Regions from separate parts of the Anas platyrhynchos genome. Here region 2 is linked to region 1. Evidence: chromatin contacts called from public Hi-C data. All regions are on one chromosome and are shown on one strand. The core of a region is the stretch at or near the end of the contact, and the rest is flanking DNA. Distances in the headings are between cores, read along the strand shown.

Region 1 (5,549 bases), core at 2,544-5,043:
AATGCAGAATGGACAAATGCAAAGTATTCCACTGGTGTGGTGTGGTCCTGCAGAAGGATATGCTGGGACTGACTGGCTGGGGAGCAGCTCTGCCAAAAAGGCCCTTGGGTTCCTGCCAAACAGCAGGGTGAACAAGAGCCAGCAGTGTGTCCTGACAGAAAGAAAGGCCAAGAGCATTCTGGGCTGTATGAACAGCAGCACGCTGAGGAGGCTAAGAGAACTGATCATTCTCCTCTGCTCTTTACATCATATCTACATATGGCAATTTTGCTGAGCCTCAAATACAGGGAAGACATCAACAAGCTGGAGAGAGTTCAGCAGAGGCCATCAAGATGCTCAGAGGCTGAAGCACTTGCCCTGTGAGAAGTGACTAAGAACTGGACTTGTTCAACCTAGAAAAGATATGTCTTTGGGGGACCTCACAGTAGCTTTCCAATATTTATGAGGAGGTTATTCAGTAAACAGAGACAAGCTCTTCACTGGAGGACAAGAGACAGTGGCTGTGAATTGAACCAGAGGTTTCAACTGGGTGAGAAAAAAATGCCACTACCAGGATAATTAAACACTGGTGCATAGACCCAGAGGGGCCTTGGAAAGGCCAGAAAACCCTTGGAGGTTTTCAAGATGCAGCTGAACATAGCCCTGAGCATCTGGTCTGAATTCAACATTTGTCAACACTTTGAGAGGAAGCTGGGCTTGAGACCTCATGAGGTCCCTTCCAGCCATAACAATTCTCCCACAGTGATTCCAGAAGGAACTGTGTGGAAGAGAAGGGAGGTCTTGGTGACCAAAGTAACCCCAGATCTTGAGTTTCTCGAGCAAAGACCATGCTCTTAAGCGCCTGAAGAGGGACTGGCACTTTCTGGGCATAATAGAAAATAAAGGGGACTTTCCCTTCATTTAGATTGCGCCATTTAGATTGTGCCAACCTGAATGATTCTATGATTCTACTCTATGATTCTACGGAACCTGCACCCACAGACTGCCACCAATCTCTCTGTCTGCTTTTGTGTCTAAACCATAAATAAACCCAGTTTGCCTACAGGAGGGATTTCAGTACTTAAGAGCTTGGCAGGAGATGTTCTGAAAACTTCTGGAGCTAAAAGCAGGGTTCACAACTTGTCAGCTACTTTGAAAGATATTCTCTTTCTAAAATGCTTAACATATACTTACATGGCCCATTCCAGCTTCTCATTCTTGATGGAGTTATACAGTGTCTGCAACAAGAACATGGTATTAGCTGTGTCTCTAATAGTACACATGTCTGGTTTGTGGAGATCATTTCTTCTACACCCTGTCTGTGTTCTCAGAGAGATGCCTTCACTTCTAAAATGTCCTGGAGAAGTATTCGCTAGTGAGCAATACAACTGCTGTCCTCCCAAACCCTTTGTTATCTATAGTTTGGACTGAACATGTCAGGAGTATAGGTGTTTGGCAGCCAGCCTTGCTCAAGAGCCCATTCATGATATTTTTGCTAAATCCTGGGTGCTGAGCCTAGTTCTGAGTGAACTCTGGCCTACACAAATTTGACAGAAATGTCTGGTATATACCAAAACACCTCCTATGTCTTAACTAGGGGAAAGGGACAGTGGAGGCTTGAACACTGCCATGAGAAGCAGGAGAGGGATGAATAACTTTGTGGTTCAGCTTTTCCAGTTTCTCCTAGGAAAACTCCCAATGACTCCTCTGAGGCACTAGGAGGGAAAGAACGGGCGAGAAAAGCAGAACGCACGGGTAGCCCTCACCATACTGAGGAATGGCATAGGGTAAGGTCTGCTGGTGGGGAAGTTTATGTCTAAAGCTTGTCATGACATTCCTGATGTGAGGCTAGCCCTTTCAACTTCCTTCCATACAGCAAAAAACAGAGCAGGCTGATGCACCTGTGGCAGGTGGAGAAAATGATGGTGGTGCTAAATCACATGGAAGGAGAAAATACTTTCTCTAACCAATCTTCCATGTTACTGAGCTAGTTATCTTGGAGTACTACTTATAATTACATGGAACTGAAGGCAGAGAAAAGTATCCATGCCAGACAGACATATTTCTGGTACTTTTTTTTTTTTGTGTACAGTATCTCACATGGTATATCACAGAACTACCATGGTGGGATGTGACCCCCGGCATGCTCTGAGGGCAGATAAATCCCGGAATAACCTGGATTACAATTCTAATGAAATAAATGTGTGATAGAAAATGCTGACTCAAGGGCTCTGAGTGTCATGGTAGGACTCGGTTACACTGCCATAATAATGACAGCATCCCACTGTCTATGTGTGCCATATTACCTTCAGCAAATCCTTTGCAAAGTCCTTCCCATCATTCAGCCCATCCAGGTTTGCTATGAACTGTTGACATGACATCTTTTTGCCAATATTCTGCAAGGCAAAGAAGCAGCACATTAAACTTCTGGAAAGTTTTGACGTAAATGAGACTGTTTTTTAAAGAACAATTTTATATGTCGAAGCAAGGTTTGGGTTTGCCTCAGAAACTCAAAGCTAGATTCACATCTTCTGCTCTTATTTTCTATTGGGATCTTTGATTTATTTGCTCATGCCAACAACAAAACACTTAAAATTATCTCTTCTAATTGTATAGATAAAACACCTGAAAACAACCTCCAGGTCTCGCTCCAAACTTTCTCATTGATTTCACCTCTGGCCTCCAGGTTGGCCCTGGTACGAGATTTGTGCTTCGAAACTCAAGACAAGCACTCAAACCATCTTTAAATATTGGAACTGGGACGGGCCTCCAAGCTTACAGTGTGGGAAATTGTATGAGCATGCAGTGTCAGCACCTGAAGACAACCAGCGCTGGACAATGATTGATGAAAACTGTTATTTTCATTGTTGTTACAAGGAGAGATAATCCAGCTACTGGTACTGTGTGAACTAAGGTGCTGGGCTGTGTGAGGGCAGTGCACAGACAATCTCAGTCATCACCAGTTAATGCCAAGATAAATTTGGTGCCAATACTGCCAGGTCATCTGGAGTTTGTGATATTAGTCTGTGACATCTGTCTTCCCAAACCTTTTACCCCTCACCATATCCAGGTCACTTTCTCAGCCTGCAGGGGTTGAGGGGCTGGAGGCAGACAGCCTTTTTCCTTGACTCCCCCTGCAATTGTACCTTTCCAAAGGACTGGAACAGAGGTGTGGAGGGGGTCAGTGAGAATTGTAGGGTTCAGAAAAAGGAGTCTGATATCACCAAGGAAAGATACATGTCTCCAGTGTCATGCCATATCGCAGCCTCCACACCCTCAAGCAAAGTCCCCAGGAACAGCTCTTGTGGTGAAATCACATGGAGTGGACAATGGAGGTGGTGAGAGGAGAGCAGGAGAGATGAGGTACCACCACTGGTCCTAAGGCTGAGCAAGGGCCCCATTTAGGGACTCGATGAGGAAGAAAAGGAAGGCCCTCACTGGAAGGGGATGAAGCTGCAACAGATAATATAAGAGGTGCCCCGCACAGTAAGGTGTGTTTTTTTCTGTGCAAGAAAATAATGTCTTGAGAGAGACTTATGCCAGAACCCCCTGGGGCTTCTTCCCTGAGGAAAGCATCGGCAAAGAGTGAGGCCCTGGGATTAACCCACAACAGCCCCCCCACCTGCCATCTATGTATGCAGGGAAGCTTTTTGGCCATGCATGGAGCTGGTGCTGCCTCTGAGCAGCTTTGAGCATTTCTGTCTGAAATTCTTGATGATGCCTCCTGTCTCCTCCATGAGAGGTCAAGGAAAAGAGAGAAAAAGCACTGTTATGAATCTGCAGTGCCTCAGGACACTGCAGTTGGCACAGTACAGCACAGCATGAGGCTCGACTGTCTTTGCTTTATCACAGGAAAGCCCCACAGCTGCTGCCCATAACTGGACCCCGTAGCTAAATGCTCCTGCCGAACAGTGCTCAGTGGCTGAACCAGGCACAGGGAACCTGCTGGGAAGCCTGCAAATGTTTCTTCAGCAGAGGGAGGGGAGGTTTGTGTACTGGCTGGTTGGTGAATTACAGAAAAACAAACAAACAAACAAACAACCAGCCAGCATCATAACAGACGTAGGGGTGGAGAAAGGAAGGAGGGTGAGAGAGCGCATTTTAAAAAATGGGCTTTGGAAGATACTCAGGTGTAGCCTGGTATTTCTTGGCTGTTTCCAAGTCCCAGCATCAGGAGGCTGTGCAGGTATGTATGGATGAGGGAACACTGGGTGCTCAGTGGGAAAAGTGCCATGTGAAAGTCCCAGGAGAAGGAGCAGGCTGCTGGTGGCCAGAGGTCATAAAGGGTGGCTATCTGGGGTCTCTCCCCAGCCCTCCCTCTGTAACGGGTTTGAGTTTCTGGCTGGAGGCACCAGGCATCAAACATAGGTACAAAGTGGTGAGTGGAGTGCATCCACAATGAGCTTCCCAGCATAAGCATCCTGCCCCTGGCAGACCCTGCTTTTACTCAGGCTTTCCTGACCTTCCTCAAATACTTATCTCCTGGGGAAAACAAACAAACAAAAAAACAACAACACAAACTACACATATGCTGCATCATGAGGTGAGGGTTTGCTGGTCTGACTGGACAAAGGGATCTGGTAGTGGATTTATTCTAGGCAGCAGAATCAAAATCAACATGCTGCAGGGAATGATTCTGCAGACTTTGGATGACAACGACCCCTAGACCACACAAAGCTACAGTGGGCAGACTGGTGTCACTCTGCAGGTGGCTCCGGTGGCTGCTTGTCAGAGCACTTCAGCTTTCCGAGTGCTACTAACACACATAGCTAATGAGAAGTCACAAGCTTGTCTCAAAGGACGATATCATAGTGTTTTTAAGACTAATAGTGATGCATGTGGTGTTAGGAGCTGCCACGGGTCCCATTTTTATGCTCTGTCCAATGGCCATGAGAGCTGCTGGTTTGCTTTTTTGAAATGAATGCTTAAGCTCATTGCATTACAGTGTGAGCATACAAGCTGGGCTTCAGCAAAGTACTTGGTACTCTGAGGGCAAAATGTAATCGAGAGTGCTGGTGATGAAGAGGTGTTGATTTGTCACTGTCCTTCCATGGCAAGCAGTTCTGAACAAGGAGGAAGAAAGATATGCATTCAAAAGGAAACATCTCCAAGCTTTGTCTCTGAGGGTCAAAGATAGAGCACAGGAGTACTTTGTCATAACATCTCCTGGAGCTCAAACAGCACCAGCAGAGCATTGTGCAGTGCTGGAACAACCTGGTTTATATTAAAAAGCTTGCAACGTTTGCTGATAAATGTTGGCTTTTAACAGCAACTCCAGAAATCATGTGATTCTATGAAAATGGAGCACCTCATTTTAAAAATAGTATGTTTGCAGGACCATTTCAAAACAGGGTCTTAACGTACCTGCAGTAGAAAATCAACAGTACTAAAGTAGAACTATGGTGTGTCCATGTGCAAATCTCATGTTTTAAAGCCAGTCTCATCACTTTTAGGCCTGAACTCAGCATATGTGATCATCAGTACTGGGATGGTGAACTAGCCCACTGTGGAGACACTACTGTAGACAATTTGCCATTTAATGAGAAACATCAACTCCCCCCTCTCCTAAC
Region 2 (5,188 bases), core at 2,335-4,834, 310 kb after region 1:
ACTTGGTGAACGTCCCACGAGGAACCAGCCAGAGGAGGTGAGCAGCAGCGGCTGTGCAGCGGTGCTCTGCTGCCCTCAAGTGTTGCTTTTTAGCGATAGTCAAATCTGCAAAGCCTGCAGTTTGTGCTTTTAAAGTTTGGTGGTTGTGCTTCAAGAAAGGCCTTTGCAATCACACTGATTATTTTACCTTTTCCGTAGGAAACTTCCTGCTTGAAAAGTGGGCTCATCTGAAGTGATTGAGTTAACCAGCGCGTTGACCAAGTTCACTCCTCTCTGTGGTTAAAGTTTGGCATCCTGCAAAGCAAGGAAAACTGCAGCTCAGTGCTTCAGCTATCAGCCACTCACACATCTCTGGGGCTTAAACTGGCTGTTCCTTACCTGCCCTGGTGTCGTGGTGACTTTGTGGTCCCTTTCATTTATTCTTCCCAGCAATTCAGGGGGAGAAGTGTAATACATGTGGTGAATGGGTATAAACTAAATTTGAGAGCCACCAGCAAGACAGCCCAGAAACCTTCGTGGGGCTGGCTCGATGCTCTTGCATGCTGTAACTGCAAGCTCACACCTGAGCCTTTAAATCCTGGTATAGTGTGCATGGGGTTAACAGATACATCCAGCCCAGCACCCCAGTTTTCAATTAAATTGTTAGCCAAGCATCCAAAACATTAATTTCTTTCAATTAGTCAGGTTTGCTTCTATAGTTCCTATTTCCCAAGCTGTTAGTGCTGTCACTTATGTTTAGCAGGTAGCATTAGTGGCTGGGTTAGACTGAGTAAGGTCCCCAGCATGACTTGGTTCTGCACAAAGAAAGGCAAAAATAAGTGCAAAGCTCATGTAGGGGAAAAGGGTTATTTCTGCGTGATGGGCAAGGGTTACAGAGCACCTTACTTGAAGAGTGCTTTTTTCCCCCAATGAGATGTAGTGGAAGCTGTTGACTTTTTTCCCCTTGAAGCAATATAAAAGGAACTGCCTTCTAATCCTTGCAGCCCAGTGAGGAGGTGAGTCTCTGAATTCATTGGTAAGTTCCATCTTCATGTCCTAAAGGCCAGCTCACCAGCTCTCTGTTCCCAGCAAACTATGGGATCACCCATGGAATTGTCATGGGGTCTGCAAAGCCACCACGTGGACTTGCCATAGGGGGCTTCACGGCCACCACAGGCACCCCCACGGGGGCTGCAGTGCCACCCACGGCTCACAGTGTTGGGTGAGGGGCACTGCCAGGCTGGGCAGAGTACAGAGGTCCCAGGGACCCCTCTTCAGAGCTTCCAGCCCAGGTCCCTCTGAGCAGCGGGCTGAGAGCCTGGCCTGGTCGGTGGTCTCCTCCCAGACAGCTCAGCAGAGTGTTTTTTGCACTGGGTGCAGGAACAGAGCCACATCCCAGCCATCCTCCCTCCAGAGGTGCATCCCTGTGACACCAGCCTTGTCCCAGAACGAACGTGCTCACACTGAAAAGAAACTGGGAGCAGCTGCCAGGCATGAAGCCTCCTGGAGGAAGCCACAAACCAGCACAGCACAGGTTGGAAGACAACATCACATTCGTGGTGAACCAGCCCAAATACCAAGGAACAAAGTGTGTCAGCAGGATGCTGAGTCAAGCGCTGACAGATCACTGTTCGTATGTGCAGGGGATGAGGTGTCCCCTTGACTGCCCCTCACTGAAAAAGAAGCTTTATTCCTCAAGGCTTTGGCCATATATATATATATTTTTTTTTTCAGACAACTCCACAGATGGAGCAGTAACTAGGTTTTGCTTTCATTAATCCATGGACAAAATAAGGTAGAAAAAGGGAAGCTGGCAGGCCTGCAAGTGCATTTGTGCCCATCAGTTTGCACTGCTCCCAGCAGCTTGGGCATCCTTTGCTGTGGAGCTACCACAGGAAAAGCTGAGCAGAAACCACACAAGAGCAACATGCCACATCATTTCCACTCTTGGGAACAAAATCTGGATGGCCACAACTGAGACAAAGCAGTTCTTCGTGCATTTAATCCATGGCAACAGACCTAATTTGCAGAAGGACTACACAACTCCAGCTCCTCTTTGTGCTGAGCTCTTGGGCAATGCTGCTGCAGCTGGGAGAGGTCAGCCAAAAGCCATGTCCACATCCCTGCTGCTCTCTGCCCACTTTTCTCCCTTCAGTGAGCCTCTGTGGGGAGGGGAGCATTCTCCTCGGGTTCTTTTCTTTAACTGCCTCTTTACACACACTTCCTTTGTCCCACCTTGCTCTTTCCCTTCCTCTTACAAACTGTATCGAAAGCACGATCTCAGCTACTTGCATTGATGTGTTCCATTCACGGGGCTATAAAACACTCATAAATCAATACTAATATCATGGTTTAAATACGAATACATATATATTGGAAGTAGAAGACCCTGTCTACTCCTGTTCCCTGAGTGGGGTGAAAAGTAGCCTTTTCTCTGGAAACTCTATCAGCACATGAATCAGCTTCCTGTATTGCCTGTTCGTAGCTATTAGCATCTGAAGAGATTCCGCTTTCTGTAGCACCCAAGCAAGCATCCTGCCTGTGGTTTCCCCAAAGACCGACACCAAACCTCCCATTTTGGCTCCCAAACCAATCAAGTGGAGCCAAATGCCCCAGTCACTGGTGTAGTGGCTGCTGAAGGAGAGCTGAGTCCCTGGAGGCCATGCTGAACCCTGCTGTGCTTTTATTGTTTGGAAACTGCAGGTACACTTGGTAACTTGGCAGAGATGCAGCTGTCAACTAGGTCACTTGGATGCAGTCTCTCCTTTGCTGTTTAAGAGCTTCCCCATTCCTGAAGTCCTCTCACAGGATAGTAGCAGCTGATGATTCATCCCCCTCTTCAGGAAAACAAAACATGAGAGCTGGAAAGGCAGCCAGGCAGAGCAAGAGGCGCTTTTTCCATCCCACAGCAGGTGAGAGGAAGGTACACACCCTGTTCATGTGCTTGCTCCAGGGCAAAGGAGGAGCTGAGGCCATTTTTGCTCCTGAATGTGCTACAGTAAATACATCAGACTGAAGCCAGAGCATATCTCCGTGGCCCTGGGGCCCCAAAACAAGATGTTTTCTTGGGGCCATCTTCCTTTGGAAGGAGATGGCAGTGGCAGCAGTGTGCTTGGGCTGCAGGTGCTGTGTTGCTGGGGCCCTGCTCTGTCTTGACGCAGGGCTTCCAGGGTTACTGGTTTCTGCCAGCAAAACACATCTACTCAGCTGCTGAGAAGGCAAAGCAACACGAGTAACCTTGCTTCAGCAGCTGCAAAGCGGGCAAGGAAATGTGCTGAGACATGAGATGGGAGCTGGGGGGTTTTGTCTGATTGCCTCACCCCGAGCAACCTGCTCTGCTGGGAGCAGAGCCCCACAGAGAAACCACCGTGACTGCTCCAGAGCCACGACAGCCTGCTTCAAAACAATTGCCAGCTCCTAGAAAGTTCAAGGCTTTAATTTTGGGGAGTCATTCTTGTTTCCTCATCAGTGTTGTTCAGGACTCTGGTGCTGGGGTCTGCCAAGCCACTCTCACAGCCCAGTGGTTCCCTTCCCTTCCCTTCCCTTCCCTTCCCTTCCCTTCCCTTCCCTTCCCTTCCCTTCCCTTCCCTTCCCTTCCCTTCCCGCCGCCATCACAGCACATCGGGGCCGCCCCGCCTCAAGATGGCGCCCGGCCGGCTCCGCGCCGCCCCGCCTCAAAATGGCGGCGGTCGGGGCCGGGCTCTCCCACCGCCCTCAGGCGGGGCGGCGCCTGCGGCAGCATGGCGGACGATAAGGTGAGTGGGGCGGCCGGGCAGGCCCGGCACGGCGCCGCGGGCACGGAGCTGCAGCTTGTGTGTTTCCCTAGGACCCGCTGCCCAAGCTGAAGGACCTCGCCTTCCTGAAGGGGCAGCTGGAGAGCCTGCAGCGGCGGGTGGAGGACGAGGTGCACGCCGGTGTGGGGCAGGTAAGGAGGGTTGGGGCCGGACGGCTCTGCCGCCCCGTCCCGTCCCGCAACCTCACTCCTCTCTGTCCCCGCAGAATGGCTCCCTGCTGGCTTCTCCTTTCCTCAAGGGCTTCCTGGCCGGCTACCTCGTAGCGAAACTCCGCTTCTCGGCCGTCCTGGGTTTTGTGGTGGGGACCTGCACGGGTGTCTACGCAGCGCAGAACTACGCCGTGCCCAACGTGGAGAAGACGGTCCGGGACTACCTGAGCTCCCTGAGGAAAGGTGGGGACTAGCCAGGGGAACCCGGCCGGCAGCGGCTGTGTCAGTGGCACTGCTGGGGCAGGAGGCTCCTGTGTCCCTGCGTGCTGCTCCTGCCCCTTGGACGAGGGCTTCGCACCCACCGATCATTGTGAGATGCTCCCCGGTTTGGTTATGGGGTGTCGGTAACCGGTGACGGTGAGGGGCAACCATACCCTCACCCCCAGCAGCTCGGACGTGCCGGCTGCCTGCTCCCTTGTCCTCTCTCCCTGCAGCCCCCAAACCGCTGTCACTGCCCCCATGCCCTTCCACTGAGCGGGTGCCCTGCCCTAGGAGCGAGCTTTGTGTGGTTTCCTGGGGAGACTTCTGCTTCTCCCCTTAACGAGAAACAAAGCCATTCCTTTCCTCTGTATCAGAAATGTAACAGGTAATATCCTGTTTTAATCAGGCTCATTAAATTCATGGTATTCGCTTTCTTCTTGAATGTGCCGGGGTGTGAGTCTATCTGGCCTCTCCCCGCTGGTAGCAGCTCATCCCTGCTGGCTGCCTCCTGGAAATGGGTACGTTTGGTAAAGCCACTGCTGCTCTGCTCAGCCCTGTGCCCAGGGTGTCACAGCGGGGGCTGTGGGGACTGATGCTGCTCTTGTCTGTGGCTGTGTACGGCTCCCACGCTCCCCTCCTGACCCTGTGCAAGGTGGATGGCACAATCCCATTCAGCTCTTCATCCGTCGTGGTTCTCGTCGAGCTGACAAAGCTGGTGCTCTCCCTCTTCTTCCTGCTGACCTGGGACCGGCAGCTGCTGGGAGTTGCTGTGTCCTGGCACCACGTCGTTCCCTTTGCCCTTTCTGCCCTGCTCTATGCTGCAAACAACAATCTGGTGGTTCACATGCAGCTCTTCATGGATCCCAGCACCTACCAGGTCCTGAGTAACTTAAAGATTGTCAGCACTGCGCTCCTCTACAGCCTCTTCCTGCGTCAAAGACTCTGCATGCGCAAGTGGCTGGCACTCTTCCTCCTGATGGCTGCTGGGGTGAGCTACAGCCTTGG

What was found. Hi-C and Micro-C count contacts between places; a contact is called where the count stands out from the background.
Region 2: a Hi-C map of skeletal muscle shows a contact between it and region 1, with 5 times the contacts expected there. The contact joins the promoter of LOC113845171 here to the enhancer-like site in region 1. A contact is called at or near these places in 3 of 8 Hi-C or Micro-C datasets (F1 follicle, skeletal muscle and subcutaneous adipose tissue).

What each region holds. Positions count from the first base shown.
Region 1 is chr14:11,955,273-11,960,821 of IASCAAS_PekinDuck_T2T, forward strand. It overlaps PSD2 (pleckstrin and Sec7 domain containing 2), which reads right to left. Exons shown (of 15, transcript XM_072023363.1): 8 at 2,286-2,376; 9 at 1,174-1,217. Among named protein-coding and RNA genes, the nearest start is that of PSD2, 62 kb to the right of the region's middle. Within about 2 kb of position 3,794, at least 1 of the 8 cell types and tissues checked has an H3K27ac peak or open chromatin away from gene starts, as enhancers often do.
Region 2 is chr14:12,267,686-12,272,873 of IASCAAS_PekinDuck_T2T, forward strand. It overlaps LOC113845171 (SLC35A4 upstream open reading frame protein), which reads left to right and starts at 3,585. Exons shown (of 3, transcript XM_027468547.3): 1 at 3,585-3,734; 2 at 3,806-3,904; 3 at 3,979-5,188. The coding sequence starts at 3,720. The coding sequence ends at 4,176. All of the region lies in intron 2 of NDUFA2 (NADH:ubiquinone oxidoreductase subunit A2), which reads right to left. It overlaps SLC35A4 (solute carrier family 35 member A4), which reads left to right and starts at 4,698. Exons shown (of 1, transcript XM_005009969.5): 1 at 4,698-5,188. The coding sequence starts at 4,698.